Regions from separate parts of the Ovis aries genome. Here region 1 is linked to region 2. The links are chromatin contacts, called in public Hi-C maps. All regions are on one chromosome and are shown on one strand. The core of a region is the stretch at or near the end of the contact, and the rest is flanking DNA. Distances in the headings are between cores, read along the strand shown. Region 1 holds the start of LOC101119611 (WASH complex subunit 2). Region 2 holds the start of ERCC6 (ERCC excision repair 6, chromatin remodeling factor).

Evidence for each region. Hi-C and Micro-C count contacts between places; a contact is called where the count stands out from the background.
Region 1: a Hi-C map of hypothalamus shows a contact between it and region 2, with 3 times the contacts expected there. The contact joins the promoter of LOC101119611 here to the promoter of ERCC6 in region 2. A contact is called at or near these places in 2 of 16 Hi-C or Micro-C datasets (hypothalamus and tail adipose tissue).

The regions. Positions count from the first base shown.
Region 1 is chr25:43,076,684-43,082,792 of ARS-UI_Ramb_v3.0, reverse strand. It overlaps LOC101119611 (WASH complex subunit 2), which reads right to left and starts at 3,377. Exons shown (of 30, transcript XM_027962407.3): 1 at 3,260-3,377; 2 at 3,052-3,174; 3 at 2,097-2,261. The coding sequence starts at 3,262. It overlaps LOC105605067 (a long non-coding RNA gene), which reads left to right and starts at 3,408. Exons shown (of 2, transcript XR_003587026.3): 1 at 3,408-3,456; 2 at 3,836-6,109.
Region 2 is chr25:42,683,482-42,688,868 of ARS-UI_Ramb_v3.0, reverse strand. It overlaps ERCC6 (ERCC excision repair 6, chromatin remodeling factor), which reads left to right and starts at 3,611. Exons shown (of 21, transcript XM_004021559.5): 1 at 3,611-3,683. LOC114110835 (a long non-coding RNA gene) reads right to left here and starts at 3,457. Exons shown (of 2, transcript XR_009598525.1): 1 at 534-3,457.

The sequences.
Region 1 (6,109 bases), core at 2,128-4,627, 390 kb before region 2:
CCTACTGATGACACACTGACGCACTGGCCACTGTTAATCAGCATTTCTGCTCCTCCAGAATCCCCTCGTGAGCCTTTACTAAAGGTACTAATTTTTCTTGCCCTAAAAAGCCTTGATTGCTCTTCAGTTTCACTAACTCTATAATGCAGTTCACAATCTACTAGCTGCCTCTGAGGTCAGTTACTAAAACCCAAAAAGCTATTACTTTGCGTATCTTTCCAATAAACTACCATGAAACCAAATGACACCATCATTTAAGACAGAATTGTAATACATGAGTCCTGATGTCAGGGTCTGAAGAAAAAGCCAAATCCCTGCCAAATGTATTATCAGCAGGTAGATTCCTTCAGTTTTATCAAGCGTCAGCCATCCTTTTAACAGCATGACGCGCTACCACGAATGGGAAGAATGTAACACGTGGCATCACAGGGAGGTCTGGGAAGCAGCTCGAGTTGGCAGTGGCCACAGCACATCTCGAGGGAAACTTGGCCGCAGACTGGAAGCGGCAGCAGCGCAAGACAGTGGAGACACAGAGATGGATGCAGGGAGTCCAAGAAGCGAACAGAAATCATGAACCAAAACCAAAAATAATCAACAAAAACAAAAGTAAACAAAAAACCTTCCACAAAAACCAGATCATCAGAAACTCAGAATCTAAGAAAACTTGGAAAGAAAAGAAGAGCTGGGGAAAGAGAAGACCTGAAGGTTACCATTCAGAGAAAGGAGCTTATAACGCCCATTTCCCCCGAAGTATCAGTCAGAACCAAGCCAGTATCAACGTGCTTCAGGCACCTCAGGTACAAAAGGCGGCTCCCAGTTCCGTCCCTTGCCCAGTCGAGGGCTGCAAGACTGACTGCCGAGAAGAGCTAAGCACCCGATCCAGCAAGAAAGGCACAGAATGAGAGCAACAGACATAGTTAAAAGGACACAGAATTCAGCGGGATGAAGTGATGGGACTGCACACACTACTGAAGGAGAGTCGAGGGTGCTACACCGCCTCTTCCAATAGCAACGATGCTCGGGACCAAGCACCGACATTCTGCGCAGATGGCCAGAAAATGACTACAGATTTAACCAGAATATCCGCTGTATCTTAGATTACAGGCAAAGAGATACTTAAAACCTTTATCAAGATCTTTATTTTACACACAGGTTCCCCCAAAAGCCCAGTAGTGGCATTTCCACCTCAATTACTAAAAATGCACAAACATGCTGTGTAAGATATCTGCATGACAATATCTAGTCTCCTCTTAACAGTCCTAAAGCTTTGTGCAACCTTGCAATTTTCAAAGTCATTTTTATTACGTTGTATCTAACAGTCTCAGGAGACAGCCTAATTTAACAATTCTCTTTTCACAGTATAACTAACACTGACACTTAGAAAGTTAGCCACCCTATGAGAAGCACACGTCAGCCTGACTAAGCTTTCTCTCCATCTCTAGAATAATCTCCCCTACAGTCATGGAGCTCCAGCCACATGTTACCCCTTTTTATTCTGGAATAACACTATTACAGAAAACTGTGGTGCTCTCTAAGGAGGGGCTCTAGTTTACCTATGTGTTCCTAGAAACCTTTGAGACTTGATAGACCGACGAAACTGCACTTGGGTTGAAGTGCAACCATCTGTTTGGAGTTGATTTTGTGACACAGGTTCAGCCAGCATAACAAGGCATTAGTTCAGAATAGTCCAAGTGGACACACACATGCTTTTAATATAACTTAGCAGGACACAATGCACACAATTAGTAACATGCTGGTGCCCAGAGGGTCAGGCCAGGTGCATGGCTTTCCTTACAGAGGATAACAAGGCTTGTTGGAGGGCCATGCAATTCACCAAAACTGCTGACAACTCCAGAATTAATGATGGATGAAAACATTGGAATATGAGGAAGTTTTTATCATTAGGTTTTCTCAAAGGCTTGAAAAAACAGGTAAACTTGACTAATAAAAAGGGAGGGAACATCAATTACCAAGAAGTACTACTTACCCCAGAATTTAAGAGAACCTAACAACAGGCCAGTTAATATCACAGTTTGACTACTGCTCCCTCTAACCGTGTTACTTCTTTAAAACTTGGATGCAACTAAGTAACTCACGTTTTCAATGAACTGGGTATTAGAGAGCATAAGGAAGTCATTGAAGACATTGTGCAGGCGGCAATCGGTGGCTTTAGTCTCCCGGATTAGTCCATCCACTTGTTTCTTGATTTCATGAGTCCTAGAGATAGTCTGCTGTGAAAATTCCTGCAGAAACTGTAGTAGCTATTTAAAAAACAAACATATACAGCAGTATCAATATGCGTCTATACTATTCATCTATTCTGCGTATCAAAACAGAAAAGCAACCATTTTATTTCGTGTGTGTGTGTGTGTGTGTTGGAACGGAAAAGGGATGCTGCTTTTGACAGTACCAAGGCCAAGCAGCATAGAAAAACACTAGGAAAGCTCATCAAATAGTGGACACTTTCTATCTCGTTTCTGGAGAAACTTTAAAGTGTTGTTTGACTGTCTTTCTACAGGGATCACAGACGAAAGGCAAAATGACAAAGCACTGCTCATCCAAAAATCCTACTCAAACGGGACTCTGGAACCACGACTCTGAGCTTACTGGGTCCCAGGCCTAAGGTGTCTTACTCAACGATATTCATATACTGGTTTGTCTCCCAACCCACTCAGCCCAGATCTCAACAGGGAGTCGCCTATGAGGTGCCACTGCAAGCCTGCGGCGTGGTGGAAGCCGAACTCTCCGCTCAGGATGGAGCTGGCGCCTGGCTGAAAAAACCGAACAAGGAAGAGAGGGCCCTGCGATGGGCGGCAGCCCGAGCAGGAGCCCTCAGGAGAGCTGAAGTCGGCCGGCCGGCATCCGCCCAAAGGCCTGAGGACTGCCACCAGGAAGCTTTCGAGAGCAAGAAGGGGTGTTATTTAGTCCACGAGAGACAGAGCGGGATCAACTGGGTGGAGAGGGGCTGGGACTGACGTCCTCCCGCTCGCAGGCCGCGCATCCCCCGCAGACGGCCCGCCCTCCGCTCCCGTCCCGGGTCCCGCCTCTCACGCCCGCGTCGGCCGCCAGCGACCAGCTCTGGCTGCTCCTGCGGATCTCCTCCACCGACCAGGGACGCTCCCACACGGGCTCGGACGCCGGCGCTCGCTCCTGGTCGGGGGTGGCCCGGCTCATCTGCAGCGGGAAGGGCGAGAAGAGGGGCTGAGCTCCGGGGAGGCGGCGGACGCGGCCCAGCCCCAACCCAGAGCGCCGCCCTCACCATCCCGGCTGCGCAGCTTGGTGGGCTCCGAAGCCGCAGGCCCGCACCCGCTGAGCCCCAGCGTCTCCGGAAGCCGAGCCCCTAGCAGTGCGGCCCTGGCACGTGACCGGCCTCACGTGACCAGCGCGCCCCGTGACCTGCCCCTCACGTGACCGGATGTGGGGCCGCTGAAGGGAGGCTGGGCCAGCTGGCTGCGGGTGAGTCACGTGCATGGATCTAGCGATGGTCGTACTGAAGGAACAGTGAAAAGGAGAAAGGCAAATATATGATATCACTTATATGCAGACACTGTACGTGAAACAGACTCGCGAATGTAGAGGACAAACTTGCGGTTGTCAAAGCGGTGGGGGGTCAGCGGAGGAAGGGATTGGGAGTTTGGGGTTAGCAGATGCAAACTTACGTATTTAACGGATAAACAACACAGTCCTAGGAAACGGTATTCAATATCCTGTGGTAAACCGTAATGGAAAAGAATATGAAAAAGATTGTATATAACCATCACTTTGGTGTACAGGAGAAGTTACAACACTGTAAATCAACTATAATATAATTTTTTTAAAATCTGTTTCACTTTAGAAAAGGAAAAAAAAAAAAAAAAAAAACAGGAAGACTGCGGAAGCCAGGGGGCGCTTAAGGGGTGCCGGAGTCAAGTTTAGCTTCAGCTGAAGGACCCGAGTGGCCGGCGCGTACTTAGTCCGGAAGTATGCAGGGAACCAGATGTGTTCAGAGGGGAGCCAAAAGGATCTTGGACGACCCATCCAAGGAGCATTAAACGTCCGGAGATGTGTGCAGAAGAAGAGCTCGCGGCTGCTGCGCCTCTTCCTTGCTACATCTCCGCTGATTGTCACTGGGTCAGCACACAGAAACCTAGATTTACTGGAAATGGATCTGTCTCGTTATCATCATGCTTTTAAGGACATGCTCGGGTTCAACTCACTGGGTAGGGCCTCCTTAAAATCCTTTACTCCCTAAATCCTTTACTCCGTAGGCAATGCCCTCAGATTCAAGTCCAAAATCTATTTGTAATCTGACCCCTGCCTGTGAATCCATTCTCAACTTTCCCGGCTTCCCGGGAGCGCTGAGTGATTCAGCTGTTCTGCCTCACACTTGCCCGAAGGTCCATCTGCAGAGACCTTCTTCTGCCAGACCAACTTACTTTTTAAAATGAAGATTCCAATTTCTTCCCATTCCTATGTGTCCATGGGCAGGTTATTTAATCCATGTAAGTTACCTATCTTTCAGGAATGTGGTGTTAAATGTGGTATTTGTAAAGTACCAGGGTGCCTGCCATACTGTAAGCATTAAACATAGCTCTGCCCGTGTTTTCTATGCCCTTTCTTTATCAAACTCTTGCCCTATGTTTCCTGTTTGCCTCTTTCTCTTGAGTGAAGACTTCCCTGATTACCCCAAGGATAGTTTTGAGTGCCCCTCCTCAGTTATTTGGGGCTTACCTCCTAGCTCAGTTTCTAAAGAATCTGCCTGCAATGCAGGAGACCAGGGTTCGATCCCTGATTGGGAAGATCCCCTGGGGAAAGAAATGGCAACCCACTCCAATATTCTAGCCTGGAAAATCCCATGGAAGGGGAGTCTGGCGGGCTACAGTCCATGGGGATCCCAAGACTCAGATACAACTTAGTGGCTAAACCACCACCACCACCTCAGTTATTTTCTAATGTTTGCACAAATATCCAGGCTTCCCTGGTGGTTCAGGGAGTAAGCAATCTGCCTGTAATGTGAGAGAGCCTGGTTCCATCTCTGGATTAAGAAGATTCCCTGGAGAAGGGAATGGTTACCCACTCCACTATTTGTGCCTGGAGAATCCCATGACAGAGGAGCCTGGTGGGTTATAGTCCATGTCCCAAAGAGTCGGACATGACTGAGCAGCTAACACTGTCATACTTTTCACAAATACTCATCATAGAGTATCATGTTATGTTTTATAATGTCTCATGTATAATAGTGATAGATAACGTTTGAAGTACTAGGAGTTTACTACTTTATACATATTACTTCATTTGATTCTCACAATGACTGTGAAGCAGGTACTCTGCTTGCATTATAGTTGAGGAAATAAGAGGCACAGAGAGGTTAAGTAACTTAGACAAAACACTAAACAAACGGTGCCTGGAACCCACACTCTTAGCCACTACGTTGCTCTGTAGCTAGTCTTCCTTTCTTGACGGAACTTCATTTTTAAGTTGCAGTCTACCAACCTCCTGGCCATTCCTTCACATTCATTTAAAATATTTTTAATAAATAAAACCACTTTAGAATTTGGTTGGTAAAACTGGGCCGAGCCAATTACCAAACTTACACCTCCTCTAACATCATCATGGACAACTGCAGTGGGCGCATGGGTAAGCTTGGCCTCAGTGTGCCTTAATCTGCATTCCAATTCTCAGAGCCCCTGAATCACCCACACCCTGGACCTCAGCTGAAACTGCTGGCTTCTCACTGCGGACTGTAATAGAGCTGCCGCTTAAGCTTCCAAGGCCCTCTGTTAATCCCTGGTCTTTTCTCAACCAAGCCAAGTCTCTCAATGCCCCACCGTGCCATTTCACCCTCTCAGCTTTATTTCCTTGCTTCGTCTGCCTAGAGCTCATGATATTAGCCTCTGACTTCTGTTGACAGCCCATTAATAGGCTCACTTCATAGTTTTGACACATGGTCCCTGCTGGCTCCTAGCTTTGAATCAGTCTGACTATGCCCTTTCTCCTTACTGATACCTAGGTTCCTGAAGGAAATCACTACGATTTCATGTTCTGCAAACTTAGCGGGCCCCTCAGCACTGGTTAACAGTTCTTTTACTTGATCCGTGTACTTAACCTTGATTAGATCTCTTCCGTAACT
Region 2 (5,387 bases), core at 2,362-4,861:
CAGTCACAGTGCTGGTTACTGACAATAAAAAATTACACTAAGATTGTGGAACCTGCTAAAATCAGGGCACACTGCTACCTCCTTCTTAAGTTTAGGTAAAAGAGCTGCTTACACATATTGGCTCTCTTCTTTCTATATCAGCTTTGGAGAGCAAGGTGTTTGCTGAAGATTACCAAAATGACCCTAATGTTTAGGTAAAAAGCAAGCAATGCCCAAAAGTAATGGGGGAGGGATTTGTGAAAAATCGGGAAAATAACAGAGTTGGACAGAATACATGAAACGATGAGATTAGGACACATAGAGGCTGTATCAATGAGAGACACAGTGGTGGAGGTGTGACTGAAAGTAAGGAGACCATCCCTTATGCTCCCCCAGCGTGCACACTGCACACAGGCACACACACATACAGATATACATACATTTTCAATGGAAGCATATGGCTTTATATGGCCTTTGTTCGCTCATTTATTCAACATACATTTAACGTTATCTTCCAGTGGCTGCCAAGATAATTCTAAACAATACGCTTTTACCTGTTTTCGGATTTATCAAATTTGCGCAGTATTCAATGCACTTCCAGTACGCATTGTTTTCCACCATGGTTATGGGGAATGAGAACCAAACTGATGCATCGTCACTACCCTGAAATTTTTAACAGAGAGAGTCGACTTAGCTCTCCTGCTTCGTAAGAGCAGGGGGAGAGTTTCTTACACTGATAACTAAATAGAAAGTAAAGGTAGGAGGGGGACTCTTGTCATATCTAAATGAGTTAATATTTGTAAAGCACTCAGGACAAAACCTGGCCCCCAGTCAGGGCTGTACCAGTGTTTGTTAAGTAACATGCATTAAAATCCAAAACAATAATGCCGGACCAATAGGGACTGAGTGAATATGGAGGAAAGAAGAGGTCTCGATTGACATCTAGAGATCTCAGTCTGTAAATGAGTATTACGACTAAGTTACTAAAAATCCGACTATTACATTCTATGTCCATGTAGGCTGCTAACAAAACATCATAGACATCAACAACATACAAACATCAGAAATTTCTCACAGTTTTAGAAGCTGGGAAGTTCAAGATCAAAATGCCAACAGGTTCTGTGTCTGGTGAGAGCCCACTTCTGGGACCACCACCTTTCTCGTGGTGTCCTCACATGGCGGAAGGGCTGAGGGAATATCCCTTTTACAGTGCACCAATTTCACTTTTAAGGGCCTGGACAAAAAAAGGGTCCCGTATGTTCAGGAGGGCACAGGAATCAACAAAATCTGCTGCTAATAGGACTTTATTACTACTCTCTGTCTAGAGAGGTCAGGGGAAGCTTGGCTGAAAGTATAAAATCCATTAGTTAACTAAATACAAATTCATGTAAAAAAGCTTTACTGAATTGACTCAGAGTCATCATGCATTTTCTAAATTAAAGGGCCATTAAAAGGATAATTATAATTGCATGGGATATGTTGCGTATGTTTGATGTTCTCATCTCTCTCTACCCTGCCCTGTGCTCTGAGAGACTGATCCGTATGGGTGGGCGTCTACAGGCTCCCTCGCCTCTGGCTCTCAGTGTTTTCTGTTTTGCTTGTGGTTGTGCCACTCAGCCCGTGGTATCAGTTCCCCACAAGGATTGAACCTGTGCCCCAAGAGTAGAAGTGAGGAGTCCTTACCAGTGAACTGCCAGGGAATTACTGCTCAGTGGTTTTGAGAGGGGAGGCTCCAGCAGGTGAAATAATGGAGGAGAGTGGGGCCAGGGTATTTATCCCCCCAGGTCCCCCCTGCTGAGTGAGCACAGGTTGTTGCATTTCTCTGGCCCAGTGGTCTTCTCCACTCAGCTACTGTCTTCTGAACCCATGTCCTCCCATGATCCCTTCAGGACCAGGGATGATGTATCTATTAGTTCATTAGGGCTGCCATACAAAGTGCCACAAAGTAGGTGACTGAAGTCACAGAACTTAACTTCTGTGCAGCTCTGGGGCCTGGAAGCATGAGATCAAGGTGTTGGCAGGGCTGGTTTCTTCGGAGTCCTCTGTCGTTGGCCTGTAGATGGTCATCTTCTCCCCGTGTCTGCACACGGTCTTGGTTCCATCTTTCTGTCCTAACCTCCTCTTCTTATAAGGACACCAGTTACATTAGGGGCCACCCTCATGACCTCAGTTTAACTTAACAGTTTTTAGGGTTTTTAAAGACCCTATCTCCAAATACAGTTCTGTATTTGGATGTCCTGGGGGTTAGAATTTCAAATGAACCGAGGGATGCAATCTAGCCCAAAACAGATGGCAACAGAGGCTCCTGGCCTCTCACTAGCCCCACCGTTACTATCCCATCCTGAGTTATTTTCCTAAATCCTGCCCACACCTCTGTAAACACTGTTACTAACTCTCCTCAACTACCTAGTCTTGGTGTACCATTTGCTTCCTGTCCAAATTCTGAATGATTTATAGGGGCTCACCCAAAGAGTGCACAGTAAAAAGGGGACCTCATTCTCAAAGTGGTAACCACTATATACCTGGGAAAACTGCTCTCCCATTCAAGCACTCCAACTAATATCTTACTAATGCATTACTATTTTCAATATTTTATTCAAGGCATGACTAGAATTCTTTATTCCTTTTGAGAAAAGAAACAAGTTATTTTGATGCGGGATGGCTCTAGGCATATGCAGATTGGCAACGCCAACAGGACAGATACGGTGCCATTACTGAGTGTTACAAGTACACTTCCTACCCCCTTTTCCTACTCAGACCCGGAAGGTCCTTCCCACAGTCACTAACTCCCAGAAGACTCTCTGGCGCTGACGCCTGGAAAATCCACCCTCTCCCAGAGCAGGAATCTCTGGGCAAAGAAGCTGCTGGTTGATACAGCTGCCACCCAAAGGGGGCTACTCCTTCCTCAGGTGAAGCTCAATTTTCTCCCTTTGTTCTGAACCTGTGTTCAGAACAAAACCTGTGACCGTTTTGTTTCTTCAAAAGTTCCGAGCTGAAATGTCACCCGGCTCAAAAATCCTCCTTTTTGATCTGAGGACAAATATTAAGTGACTGACTAACGCAATCAAGACACCGACGTAGGCCCACTATGTACACACACCACTCGGGGAGCGTATGTGTGTGTGTGTAAGAGGGGGAACAAAGATAAATAAGCCCTCTCCCTATTCCTCACGTACTAACAGCCGTGCCAGATGACATTTCAGCCGGCTACTGAAGCGTGCGGAGCTCCAGACGGCTCCTCTCCCCAAGCTTATTTTCTCTTTGGGGTTCATGGTTGTCAGCATAGTCGCTCGGCACACTGCGTATCCCTCTCTGCCTTTTCTGGAAACATTCTTATTATACCTTCTTTCGATTCTGATAATCGCCTTTACTAAAGATGTATTTTTCACCACGCGTGAACCGCTAGCCACAATCCAGAGATCAGCAGCCAGGACCACGTCCGCACTCGGCTCCCGGGTAGAAAGCACGGCTGCGTCACGAGCTCAACCCACGTGGCCTCACCCCCGCGCAAAATCGCCCCGCAGCCGGCGCATGCGCTCTAGGCCCCGCCCGCGCCCGGCTGTCGGGTCAGTCCTGGGGGCGGCGCTTACGGCGCAGGAGACGTGAGGACGCACGCGCCGCGCCCGGTCCTAGTCCAAGTCCTGCGGCGGCTGACTGCGGCTGCTGCGTGTACGTCTCCGTACGGGTGGCCGCGCGGCCCAGGGGTGAGTGTTCTGGCGGCCTGGCTGAATGTCTGGCGGGACAGGTCCGGGGCCCGCGCCGACTCTCCGGGCGGCCGCAGCCCCGCCTGGGCCCCTGGCGGCGGGGCCGGGGCGGCGGCTTCCGCGCGGGCGGCCGGGAGCGGGCCCTCGTGTGGGCGCGCGGCTGTCGCGCCAGCCCACCTGCGGCCGGAAGTGCCGCTGGGGAGCGCTCACCTGGCAGGACCGGTGGGGCCGGGCGGCCGCGCCTCTGGCTCCGCCGAGGGCAAGGAGGGCCGGCGACTAAGCACCGGCTTTCCGGCTCTGTGTCCTTCCCCGCCCCCCGCAATTAGGGTCAGCCCGGCCCTGTTTGATCTCGGTTAAAACTGGAGCTGTTATTTGAACGAGACGGTCGGGGTGAAAACAAGTCAGGCAGTTGATACAGTAAAGTGGGAGTATGTGAAGGAGGATTGAGCAGTCCGCATATAAATGCTGAGGCATAAAGGTTGCCCACGTAGCATCTTATCCTCGCTGCTGTCACCCTCTTCCAAGCTCCTGCCACTTTTCACCCGCACGGGTCCCAGCGTGTCCATGGTGCGCTGTCTCCTCCAGTCCATTATCCGTACTGTAGTCCAGCTGGTCTTTTACAAACATAAATTGGGTCATGGCATTGTCACCCTGTTTGAAACTGTTAAGAGTCACTCCGTTACACTTGGAGAAAAATCCAAGCTCACGTTTCCCTAGGCTCCCTGTGATCTGGCCCTTGCCTATGGCTCCATCTCCAAGCACACCCCTTCGGCTTCCCAGTTCTGCACATATACAACTAAACCTCCAAACCAGTATCCAGCGCCTCCCACAGACGCCCCAGCGCTTAAAGGAGGACAGTGAAGATACTGTTTTTCCAGATGGTTAAGTCTTGCAGAGTGTTAGACGTTCTGTAAATGAGTGATTATCACTTTCTTTAACTCTGTAATTCATGTACAATAGAGATTTGTCAGAATGCTCCAGCCTTCTTCCAGTTTTTCAATAGCACCAACTCTTACCAGCCTTAGAAATCACACATGCTATTTCTTTGCAAAATATTCACTTTTGGCCTGTTATTTCATCCTTCAGATGGTGGTTCACATATCAGTTTATCAAAGAGGCCTCCCTGACCTCACACCTACTTCTATAATACCAGGCTCCTCTGTTATTTTGTTATAAAGAAGTCTGTACTTTCCTATAGCAGTTACCAGTTATATTTCTGTGTGTGTAATTTATGTGTAAATACTTACTAATGTTGGAGAAGGAAATGGCAACCTACTCCAGTATTCTTGCCTGGGAAATTCAGTGGACAGAGGGGGCTGGCGGTCTACAGTCCATGGTGGGGGCAAAGAGTCGGACATGACTGAACCACTAAGTGCGCATATCCCAGGGAAGCCCATGTATGTAAATACATATATATATAATTCTTAAAATACGTGTCATCTGCAAGAGCTTCTAAGTTCTATGCAGACAGAAACTCGTTGGCAGAGTACATTGTCTGGTGTAATTGACTCAGTAAATATCTATTGAATGTCAGCTGATTTATTTCATTTCTGAAATTCCTCCTTCTAACCAAAACTTCCTGGTTTTCATCTCTTATTCCCAGGAGACTTGCCCTTTGGTGTATTCTCCAAGTGGCTTCTTGATCCCTTTCTTCCTTCTTTTCTCCTTTTCAGCTGTCTTTTCCTTCCTCGCTCTTCAGTGCCT